Linked DNA regions of Callithrix jacchus: region 2 is linked to region 1. A link is a contact called in public Hi-C data. All regions are on one chromosome and are shown on one strand. The core of a region is the stretch at or near the end of the contact, and the rest is flanking DNA. Distances in the headings are between cores, read along the strand shown.

What was found. A called contact is a pair of places that touch in the nucleus more often than the background predicts.
Region 2: a contact with region 1 is called in a Hi-C map of induced pluripotent stem cells, with 6 times the contacts expected there. The contact joins the promoter of LOC118145472 here to the enhancer-like site in region 1. A contact is called at or near these places in 2 of 3 Hi-C or Micro-C datasets (induced pluripotent stem cells and skeletal muscle).

What each region holds. Positions count from the first base shown.
Region 1 is chr10:92,555,087-92,561,126 of calJac240_pri, forward strand. The region is part of intron 2 of LOC103796259 (a long non-coding RNA gene); the gene reads right to left. Among named protein-coding and RNA genes, the nearest start is that of BBOX1, 150 kb to the left of the region's middle. Within about 2 kb of position 3,140, at least 5 of the 16 cell types and tissues checked have an H3K27ac peak or open chromatin away from gene starts, as enhancers often do.
Region 2 is chr10:92,848,786-92,855,340 of calJac240_pri, forward strand. LOC118145472 (keratin, type II cytoskeletal 8) reads right to left here and starts at 5,271. Exons shown (of 1, transcript XM_035262275.3): 1 at 2,214-5,271. The coding sequence starts at 3,503. The coding sequence ends at 2,442.

The DNA of each region.
Region 1 (6,040 bases), core at 1,890-4,389:
TCCTTCTCCCTTTTCAACTTTTTTCTTATAAAATTGTTATTACATATAAAAGAATGTATGTAGCACACAAAGAAATAACGCATAAAAATAAACACTAAATAATCCACCCCTTAATTTAAAAAAAATAGAAAATACACAAGTGCGCTTCCCTGACCCTACCCCACACCTCCCTGCCAAGAGGTATCCACTATCTTAAATTTTGCTCTCTGCATTCCCTTAGTTTCTCTTTCAAGCTTTATTACACGTGTATGTATCTTTAGACATTCCATTTTTTTGTTGTTGCACTTATTTTTAGATGTTATACAAATGGAATCATGCAGATTGCATTCTTTTGTAGTTTGATTTTTCACTTAAAATTATATTTCAAAGATTTCCAAAGTTGTAGCTCATTAGCTTATTCATCTGTACTACTGTATAGTATTTCATTGTGTAAATATTCCACAATTTATGTATTCATTCTACTGTTGATCAATATGTGAGTGGTTTCCAGAGGTTTTTAGTTGTTAAGAATTTTGCTATGGAAAAAAAAAAGAATTTTGCTATGAAGTTATTTAAATATTTCCTGGCACCCATGTGAAACAGTTTCTCTAGAGCAGTGGTTCTTCATCAGAGCAATTTCCCTCTCCAGAGACACTTGAAAATATCTAGACAAATTTTTGGTCGTCACAACCAGAGGAATCCCTGCAGAGAAATGGGGACAGAGGCCTTCTACTGGCTAGAAGCTAGTGGCCAAGGATGCTGTTAACCAGCACAGAACAGCCCTGCGCAACAAAGAATGATCCAGATCAAAATGTCAGCAGAGCTGAGTTTGAGAAACCCTGCTCTGGAGGATACACATGGGTTGAAATTTCTGGGTTATAAGTGTATCTAACTTCAAATTTACAAAATAGTATCACATTGCTTGCCAAAGTGACTATACCAATTTCTGCACCAGCAGTTCTACAACCAGAAGTATGTAAGTCTCATCACTCTATATTTTATCCAACACTTGGTACCGTTAGAATTAAAAAAAAAATGGCCAATCTAGTTGGAATAAAATGGGTGGAATATAGTATCTTCTACTAATGAGATGAGTATCTTTCATATGACTGTTGGCTATTTATGTTTCCTCTTCAGTGAATTCCTTGTTCATGTAATTTTCCCATTTCTCTTTTAACCATGTTTGTTTGCATTGTTCATGTAGATTTCAGGGTTTTTTATTTTATTTTATTTTTTATTGCATTTTAGGTTTGGGGGTACATGTGGAGGACATGCAAGATTGTTGCATAGGTACACACATGGCAATGTGATTTGCTGCCTTCCTCCCCATCACCTATATCTGGCATTTCCCCCCATGCTATCTCTCCCCAACTCCCCACCCCCTGCTGTCCCTCCCCTAATTCCCCCCTGACAGACCCCAGTATGTAGTGCTTCCCTCCCTGTGTCCATGTGTTCTCATCGTTCAACACCACCTATGAGTGAGAACATGCGGTGTTTGATTTTCAGATTTCAGGGTTTTTAAAAAATATGTTGTATATTAATCACAATTAATTAATTATATCACAAATATCTTCTCCCAATTTGAGGAATTTGAGGCTAGTCTTTTTTTCATGCTGCCTTTTGATGAACATAATTTTAATTTTAATGTGGTTGAATTTATCTATTTTGTGTTAAGTACTTTATGAGCCTCATTTAATAAATCATTTCCTACCTCTGGATCATACGAATAGTCTATATTTTCTTCTAAAATGTTGCTGGGTGCGGTGGCTCAAGCCTGTAATCCCAGCACTTTGGGAGGCCGAGTCAGGTAGATCACAAGGTCAAGAGATCGAGACCATCCTGGTCAACATGGTGAAACCTTGTCTCTACTAAAAATACAAAAAAAATAGCTGGGCATGGTGGCGCATGCCTGTAATCGCAGCTACTCAGGAGGCTGAGGCAGGAGAATTGCCTGAACCCAGGAGGCGGAGGTTGCGGTGAGCCGAGATCACGCCATTGCACTCCACAGCCTGGGTAATAAGAGCGAAACTCCGTCTCAAAAAAAAAATAGATAAAATGTTTAAGGTTTTGCCTATAAAATTTAATGCCATTTGGAGTTGATTTGGGTTATGATGTAAGGAAGGTAGAAGAGAGTCTTTTAGAACTATCCTGGACCTCCCTTTGTCTAAGTCAATTTTCTAGGCTCATTCACTAGGAAAGACAGTCTTTTAACCATAGGCTTTACCCAAGGACTTCAGGAGAAGAAGAATCTAATAGGCCCCCTCCCCTATTTTTTGGGGGGGGCCTCACTAAATGAGCAGATTGTGAGGAATGATCACACTGATCCCAGACTATCTGAGTGCCTTAGCTCCTACCTATACCTGTCCAGCTCAAGGTCTCTCTCTCCAGTCTGCCAAACGGGCCCACATAAAAATGCTGGGAACTTGCTGCACCCAAACCATGAACTCTAAATTTCTTAAAGAACTTCAGAAAAAAAGGAAAGAAGTATTTACTAATGGTAGAACTGTGGGCACAGATAGAGGCAGCAGGGGCTGTTTTAGAAAGGTCCTATCCATACCCACTCCAGAAAGAACAGCAGGGAGCTATCTAGTTATAAGGAGGAAGGTCCAGCTCTCCACATGCCCTGTAACTGTAGAGGAGAGTGTGACAACCGAGCCTGGTTCCACTCCACTCTTTACTAAGGCTTCAGCAGCCCAGTTTGCAAAGTGTAGTGTACTAGCCAAAGCCAGCAATAGATGTGAGGAAGGTGCTCAGTGGTGGGCTGGGGTCAGTAGAACAGGCTCTAAAGGGCCAATTTTATGTACCCCTTCCCCACTTTGCATCACCTTGGCAGCTTGAAATCAACAACTGTGGGATCATTTGCAGTGTTTAATTGGCAAATACCACAAATCCAGCCTTCTCCCTCCCACTAGTGCCTGCTGTTAAACATTTACCAGCACACCTCTGAAAGCACTGCAATCCCCCTCACTTGTAGCCCCCAGTTATCAGATCCCCTGATTAGCTCTGACCCTGAGGCAACCCCAAGTGCAAGTCAGTGGCTCCACCTACTCAGATCTCTGCTGCCTTGGCCAGTCCTGATGCACTTTCTCCAAAACCTAGGGCTTTATGCAACCTATGTTGAAAACTAAGTTTTCCTCCAGCTCAGATTCTAAATTGCAGTGCCTTTAGCCTGAGCCCCATTTTGTCTTTGTCGAGACCACTACTGTAATAGCTTCCTAACCCATCTCTGTATCCACTCTTCATGCCCTTCAATCCATTCTTCTCATTCTCTTCAGTGTGTTCTTTTAGTCTAGACCACAACACTCTTTTACTCGAACCCTCCAAGGGCTTTCTATTTCACTTAGGACAAACTTCAAACCCTTATCATTGGCCCTCAAGCCCCTGCTTGGTCTATTCCCTGAGTATTTCTCCAAACATATTTTCTACTCTTCTCCTCCTTCGCACTAAGCTCCAGCCACATGGACTCTTTTCATTTTTCAAACTTCCAACAGTCTTGGCAGTTGCAGCTTTGTAAGCCTGATAACTTCCCTCCCCAGATCTGTATATGGCTGGCTCCTTCTTATCTGAGTACAAAGGTTATCTTCTCAGAAAAGCCTTTTTTCATCACCAGTAAAACTCTACCAATCTGCACTCCACCCCAAGGCATTCTCTACCCAGAACTCTTGTGTTTGTTTTCTTCCCATTCCTTATCACTAACTGAAATTATATTATTAATTGCTTTTTTATTTACCTGTTTATTGTCTGTGTTTACCTTCAGGATCTAAGTACCAAGAGGTCAAGGACCCTGTCTGCTTCATTTCAATCTATGTCTCTAGCATTCAGCACAATGCCTAGCACATGATAGATACTCAGTAAATATTTGTTGAACTAATGAATGAACTTAATGTTGTTATCTTGACATTAATGGAAGCACCAGAGCCCAACCAGACCTAGCAGGGACGTTCACAAAGGCTGCATTTTCTTAATGTTTTTATCCTTCAATGAGAGGGTTCTCCTTGGTATTTATACTGCTATTCCCTAAAAGAGACATTAACTTCACCCTGAACTGACTTGGGGAATTCAAAGAAACTCAAATGCTCCTATACTGCAAATAAAACCATCCACAACCTTAACTCTTTTCTTTTCCATGTGCATTATTTTCTTGATTTGTAGGATACTGGGAAGGGTCTGGGACCTAATTAGAAAAACTTTGGTCCTCCATAAATAAAGCTACTCTCCTGGGAGAATTCCAGTGTGTGATCTCTTCTCCACAACATCCTATTCTTCATCTCCAGTGGTGTGAGCTTCTCTTTGTGATCTGTGTGCCCTGTTCTCGCTCTGTCTAACTGGGCATGTGTGTCCTGGTTCTCTGCAGTGATTGCCAGAAATCTCTTAATCTCCTTCCGATATAAACTCCTGTTCTATTTTGGTCTTCGTGGTTGTTGTGTTTTGGGTTTTTTGTTGTTGTTGTTTCTATTTCTATCTCAAAAGAAGCCTAAATTGGGCAAAACAGGTTTGATCAGTTTATTTTCAAATTCACCTGAAGGGAAATCTTGATGCTAATCACATTAGAAGATGACAGTCCCTCGCTCCCAAAAAGAACCCCAGTCCCTAGTCAGGACCCCAAAAGCAAGATCTAGTCTTTAAAGCCTAATATGATCTTTAATGCCCTCAAGATTCTCCTGGTGGATCTTCTCTCAAAAGACACTGTTAAATGAAGATGAAAAAGGTGCCTGATAACTCTGCTGTGACCATCAGGTGACGGGTGCACCGAAATCTCAGAAACCACCGTTAAAGAACTTACCCATGTAACCAAACACCACGTGTTCCCTGAAAACCTATCGAAATGGAAAAAAAAAAAAAAGAGGAGCTGAACATCAGAAAAGGAAGAGAAAAGAGAAAAAGAAAAGGGTGCCTGAGAACTCTGCTGTGACCATAAAGGCAATACTCTCTGCCCTGTCTGCACGGCTCTAGATTTTGCAATGAATGTTCCCTGAATTCTCTCCCTCTTTACTTATGAAGCAATTTGCTAAGAATTTTGTGAATTGTCCATTATGAAATCTCAACTGGAAAAGGAGTCCCAACTTTGTCCCAGGTCCCACCCCCACCACACCAATAACCCGCCCAGGTTGAGAAATGTCTTAAAGGGCTTTTATGTTCTATAAACTAACAGTAAATTTTTACTATTTGCCCAATATATGTCCTGAAATCTTTTCAAATCCTTAATTTTGAGACTACCCAAGGCACGTAACATTCTCTAGTAAGTGCATATTTAACCTTACACTGTAATCCTGGTCTTCCTTGATCTCAACTGATTTAACTGACTACTCCCTCCTTTTCAAAGTATGCTTCCTCTGGTTTCCTCCTTAGCTTTCTTTCAGTTTCATTTATTTACTTCATCTCCTCCAGTAAATTGCTAAATATTGGAATACTCAAAGCATAGCTGTGCATCCATTTTTCTTCTCACTTGACATTTTAACCATAAGGCTCTTCCTCATTCCCAAGGCTTCAAAGACTACCCATATGCCAATGACTCTCTATTCCAGATACTTCCTTTGACATCCTAATCAATACCTCCAGCTACTTATTGCATGCCTGAGCTTGGATATCTGCTTAACATATCCATAATTGAACTTTTGGTTATCTCCTTCAAGCCTTCTCCTCTGGCAATCTTCTCCATCTCAACAAATGTCCCATTATCTATTCAGTTGCTCAAGCCAAAACCTTGAGTCATCCTTGACTCTTCTTTCTCGCCTTTCCACATTCAATCCATCATCACATCCTGTAATTCTTATTTCCAATATAGCTCAAATCTGTCCATCCACTTTTCTCCACCTTTATTGCCACCACCCAAGTCCAAACTATCAACTATCCTGACCTTTCTTGTCCCCTTCCAATGTATTCACTATACAACCATTAAGTACACAAAGCAGCCAGGATGATCTTTTTAAATTTTACATCAGATCATGTCACTCTCTGGCTTCAGATTCCTTAGTAGCTTCCCTTTGCAATGTAATAAAATCCCAGATTCTTGGCAGGGCCCACAAATCTTACTGTGAGCTGGTTCTTCCACCTCTGCACC
Region 2 (6,555 bases), core at 4,021-6,520, 300 kb after region 1:
CAGAACACAACCAATAGGATATTTATAGACATACAGAAAGAGATTTATTGTGAGGCATTGACTCACACAGTTATGGAGACTAAGTGACAATCTTCCATGCTGAAGGCCCAAAAACGCTGGTGAATTTATTCTAGTCCAAACTCAAAGGCCTGAGACCGAAATGAGTCAATGGTATTTCAGTCCAAGTCTAAAGGCCTGAGAACCAGGAGCAGTGAAGTCTGAAGGGATGAGAAGACATGTCACAGCTCAAGCAGAAAGGAAAATTCACCTTTTCACCTTTCCACTGTCTTTTTCGTTTTTTTTTTTTTTCTTCTTTTTTTGAGATGGAGCCTCTCTCTGTGGTCCAGGATGGAGTGAGGTGGTGTGATCTCAGCTCACTGCAGCCTCTGCCTTCTGGATTCAAGTGATTCTCCTGCCTCAGCCTCACAAGTAGCTGGAGCTACAGGCATGCACCACCACACCCAGCTAATTTTTGTATTTTTAGTAGACAAGGGGTTTCTCCATGTTGGCGAGGCTGGTCTTGAACTGGTGGCCTCAAGTGATCCACCCACTTCAGCCTCCCAAACTGCTGGGAATACAGGTGTGAGCCACTGTGCCCAGCCTTCCACTGTCTTTTTGTTCTATTCAGGCACTCAATGGGTTGCACAAGGGTCTCTTCTTACTCAGTCTACTGAATCTCTTCCAGAAATACCCTCACAGATACACCCAGGATGTAATGTTTTACCAGCTATCTGGCCATCCTTTGCCCAGTCAAGTTGACACATACAGTTCATCATCATACTCAGTATTTATTTATCCATTTCTTGGTTAATACCGCTTATTTTTATTTTTTCTAATAACAATTCAACTATGAATATTTTTATATATTTGCTTGTTCATACATGCAAGAGTTTCTCTAAAATGTGTATATTTTCTTTAAATACTCGTGTATATGTGTGTATGTGCGTGTGTGTGTGTGTGTGTGTGTGTGTGTAGAAGTGAAATTGCTACTGGGCATGGTGGTTCATGCATGTATTCCCAATACTTTGGAAGGCCAAGGTGGGAGGACCATTTGAGCCCAGGAGTTTGAGACCGGCCTGGGCAACATAGCAAGACCCTGTCTCAAAAAATTTAAAAAGTTGGCTAACTTGGTGGAACACACTTATAGTCCCAGCTACTTAGGAGACTGAGGTGGGAGGATTGCTTGAGCCTAGGAGGTCAAGGTTGTACCACTGCACTCTAGCTTGGGAGTGCATGATGGAACCATTGCCCTCCAGCCTAGAACATGAGCAAGCCTCTGTATCAAAAAAAAAAGAAAAGAAAAAAGGCGGAGTTAGGTTGTAGATTATGTGCATTTACCATTATTAGATGTTGCTAAATTGCTCTCAAAAGTGACTGAACTTAGTTGTGCTTCCCTCAGAAGAGAATAAGAACCCCCATTCCTCAACATCTTACCAATCCCTGATATTGCAAGGCTTCAATGTTTACGCATCTAATGCATAGGAAATGAAATCTGTGTGGTCTACGTTTGAATTTCCCTGATCCCAACTACATATTTTTGTATTTATTGGACATTCTTGTATGCTGTTCTATGCATTGCCCATTCACTTCCTTTGCCTGTTTGTTTTCCATTGGGTTGTTCCTATTTGCTTTTATTGTTTTATAGTAGGGATCAGCAAAGGTTTCCTGTTAAGGGCCAAGTAGTAAATATTTTGGACTTTGTGGGCAATATGGTCTCTGCCACAACTATTCAACTCTGCCATGCAGCACAAAAGCAACCATAATACAAAATAGATGTCATTGTATTCCAATAAGACTTTTGACAAAAGCAGATGTTGTCCAGGCACGGTGGTGCGTGCCTGTAATCCCAGCTACTCGGGAGGCTGAGGTAGGAGGATTGCCTGAATCCAGGAGTTCTGGGCTGTAGTGCGCTATGCCAATTGGGTGTCTGCACTAAGCTCGGCATCAATCTGGTGACCTCCTGGGAGCGGGGACCACCAGGTTGCCTAAGGATGGATGAACCAGCCCAGCTTGGAAAGGGAACAGGTCAAAACTCCCGTGCTGATCAGTAGTGGGATCGTACCCGTGAATGGCCACTGGACTCCAGCCTGGGCAACACAGCAAGACCCCGTCTCTTACACACACACACACACACACACACACACACACACACACACACACACACAGTTGGACTAGTTTTGGCCCATGGGCCATAGTTTGCTAGCCCTGTTTTTTTTTTTTTTTTTTTTTTCTGAGCTAGCTGAGATTTTATTTTGGACCAAAAAAAAAAAAAAAGCAATTGAATTGTTTTGCAGCTGGAGGCATGAGTAAGGGGGGTCCCCAGGCAGTAAACTCCCCACCAGTGGGCTGAGGGCTAGGGCTGAGCATCAGGTGGGTCTCCTGTTCCCTGAGCTCTGGGGCAGCCTCAGGAGGGGCAGGCTGGGAGGGGCTGTTGCAGCTGTTCACTTGGGCAGGACATCAGAGGACTCGGACACCAGCCTCCCATCGCGGGTCTCAATCTTCTTCACAACCACAGCCTTGGTGGAGCTGGTGCGGCTGATGGAGCTGGAGCCCATGACAGAGCCGAAGCTGGAGCCCAGGCCGTAGCTGAGGCCGGGGCTTGTGAGGCCCCCATAGGCAGAGCTCAGACCACCTGCATAGCCGCTGGTGGTCTTCGTGTGGAAACTCATGTTCTGCATCCCGGACTCCAGCCGGCTCTCCTCGCCCTCCAGTAGCTTGCGGTAGGTGGCGATCTCGATGTCCAGGGCCAGTTTGACATTCATCAGCTCCTGGTACTCACGCAGCTGCTTTGCCATGTCCTGCTTGGCCCGCTGCAGGGCGGCCTCCAGCTCCTTCTGCTTGTCATGAGCATCGTTGAGTGCCTGATCCCCACGCTGCTGAGCATCTACAATTGCGGCGTCCAGGGAAGCCCTCTGGCCTTTGAGGCCCTCGATCTCAGCCTGGAGCCGGCTGATGTTCCGGTTCATCTCGGAGATCTCAGTCTTCGTATGCCGCAGGTCATCCCTGTGCTTCCCAGCCAGCATCTGCAACTCCTCATACTTGATCTGGTATATGCTCTCTGCCTCAGCCCGGCTGCGGTTGGCGATCTCCTCGTACTGCGCCTTGACCTCGGCAATGATGCCATCCATGTCCAGAGAGCGGCTGTTGTCCATGGACAGCACCACAGACGTGTCGGAGATCTGGGACTGCAGCTCCCGGATCTCCTCTTCATACAGCTGCCTGAGGAAGTTGATCTCGTCAGTCAGTCCTTCCAGGCGAGACTCCAGCTCTACCTTGTTCATGTAAGCTTCATCCACAACCTTCTTGATGAGGACAAATTCATTCTCCATCTCTGTACGCTTATTGATCTCTTCCTCATACTTGTTCTTGAAGTCCTCCACCAGCCCCTGCATGTTGCCAAGCTCCGCCTCCAGCTTCAGCTTCTCCTGGCCCAGAGTCTCCAGCTGCCGCCTCAGGTTGTAGATGTAGTTCTCAAACATGTTGTCCATGTTGCTCCTAGCCATTTTCTGCTGGCTAGCCCTGTTTTATAGGATGTTAATCCTTTATTGAAATATACTCATTATTTCTGTTTGTTCTTGTTTGCTGCTTGTTTTTAAAGACAGGCTCTTCCTGTGTCACCCAGTTGCATGCAGTGATCTTAGCTCATTGCAGCCTCAAACTCCTGGGCTCAAGGGATCCATTCTCCTCAGCATCCAGAGAAGCCAGGACTGTAGGCTCACACCACCATGCCAGATAATTATTTTATTTTATTTTATTTTATTTGTAGAGATGAGTCTTGCTATATTGCCCAGACTAGTCTCAAATTCCTGGCCTCAGGGACTCTCCCACCTCAGCCTCCCAAAATGCTAGGATTATAGGTATGAACCACCATGCCTAGCCTAGTAATTGTTTTGAAAACCATTTACATGATTATGTAAAATTCAGAGGGACACACCTCAAAAGTAACCATCTTTTCTTGCAGGTTAAGATCAAGGGCTTTCAAAATTCTGGTCTCCATGGTGAGCTCATGCTGAAGATTACATTGCAGAATGAGCCAAGAAGAGCGCAAGCTTAAAAATGCCCTGCTTTCTAGAATGAAGGATGCAGAGGGAGTCCTGGCCACTTACAGTTTATCTTACCCTTTGTGCAAAAGGCACCCTAAATATTTTTGACCTGAATAATCAAATAAACTGTGAGAAAAGTTATCGAGCTTAAATAAAAGCATAGGTGCCAAAAAGCTACCGGAAGTGAGAAGCTGGCTATACATTAAAAATATTTTTTTAATTATTAGATATTAAATAATTAAATAGACTGGGAGCGGTAGCTCATGCCTGTAATCTCAGCACCTTGGGAGGCCCAGGCTGGTGGATCGCTTGAGGTCACAAATTCGAGTCCAGCCTGTTCAACATGGTGAAACCCCATCTCTACTAAAAATATAACATTGGCAGGTACCTGTAATCCCAGCTACTGGGGAGGCTGAGGCAGGAGAATCACTTAGACCCAGGAGGCGGAGGTTGCAGTGAGCTGAGATCACACCACTGCACTTTAGCTGGGTAATAGAGTAAGATTCTGTCTCAAAAAATAAAACAAAAACTATATATATGTATATACATACAATACATAAAGGTTTGTGTACATAAATATACATACGTGAACATTTCAAGACATGATAGGGTTAGGGAATAAAGAAAAAGATATCAAGTCTAATCCCTACTGATCAGATACCTGATAGGCACCTACTCTAATGAATGAATCTTCACGGTAGTGGATAGTTTCTAGGCTCTGATGCCTCTGTATTTGCATGGGGAGCTTTGGGATGGAGAAGCTTTCATATTAGGCTCCAGAGCCTTGCAGTTATTCTATCATGGTCTCAAATAAGGTACCTTTACACACCTATCAACATCCCTAGAGTGGTCCTACTGTGCACAGGAGTCAGCATCTAATTTTTAAGGGCAAATTGAAAACAATAATTTTTTGAACAAAAAATAACAACATTGACAAACTTTAAACATAGTTTTAAGTTACACAAGTGACTAAATGTAGGCTTCTGGGTCCTCTTTACTGTACCTAGAGCTCAAGCAAGGGTAAAGGATGGCTGGGAGCAGCACATGCCATTTGTGCAGAACTGATGGGACCTTTAGGATGTGAGGGCTGGTAGTGAGGCTTCTGGCAAGACTGGCTGAAGGCCATTCTTAAAGCCAGGCTTTTTCAAAACATCACCAAAAAGCATCTTACTCTCTCAAGCTGGTTGGATAGTACAGAGCCAGATAGCCTTGCAATACTTCTGAAGACTCATATTAACCCAAAATTTCAAAACGTTTGGATAAATATCAGAAATATTTCCCTATTCATGCCTAATCTTTTCTAAATCTGATTTTCTTCTCCTGATCTTTCCCTTTCAATTCTAACACAAGAGGAAAATGAGACTCAAGGGAACAACTTCTGGATTACAGAACCACGTGTGGGTTCCAAAGTCTGAGTGCATAAACTACTGGGAGAAATAGAAGTAGGCAAAAATTAAATCATTGTCCAAGAAACCAGATGTTATCAGAGATAGAAAAATAAAGGTAGAAAAACCAGAATAGAAAAGCAGGAAGACTACCACCTGATCAAGCTGATAATTTGTTAAGACCAAAATACCAACACCAAGTTCAGCCATGGAATTGATTACTTTTCACTCCCTCAGAATTACAAATAGAACTTTGAACATTTTAGAAAGATCTTAGCATGACACAATTATTTCAAGGAATTGCAGGCAAAATCTGCACATACTATGATGATGCGTATTCAGAAAAGCAGCACTTGGGGTGGAGTGGGGCGGTGGCGGTGGTGCTGAAATGTTCAGAAAAGCTCTTCTTCGTCTACATGAACATATTTTGAAAGAAATCTAGAAAAGAAAGAGGAAATTAAATGTTAGACCCAAGGAGAGACGTTGGGCAGGATGTGGAGGGAAGACTCCATGTTCTGTAGATTGTCTTTTTCCTAACCTGGCCATCGAATACTGTCTCAAAAATAAATAAATAAATAAACAAAAAGACACTTTTTTTTTTTTTTTTTGAGACAGAGTTTCGCTCTTGTTACCCAGACTGGAGTGCAATGGTGTTGTCTCGGCTCACCGCAACCTCCGCCTCCTGGGTTCAGGCAATTCTCCTGCCTCAGCCTCCCGAGTAGCTGGAACTACAGGCATGCGCCACCATGCCCAGCTAATTTTTTTTTGTATGTTTAGTAGAGACGGGGTTTCACCATGTTGACCAGGATGGTCTCGATCTCTTGACCTCGTGATCCACCCGCCTCGGCCTCCCAAAGTGCTGGGATTACAGGCTTGAGCCACCGCGCCCGGCCAAAAGACACTCTTAAATACCTCCTTGGTAATTCCCAAGCTGTTAAGTTATTTTTGTCTAGTGACAGCTACCATGGCTGTCTTCAAATAAGAAAAGGAAGTCAGAATGAAAATGTTAACTATCCAAAATTTTTGAAAATGTCTTTTAATTTTCAAAATAAAAATCCCTGAGGCAGTGCTTTTAAACACACGAGCAAACTGCCAGCCATTTGTAATTTCCAAGATTACTTTGGAAA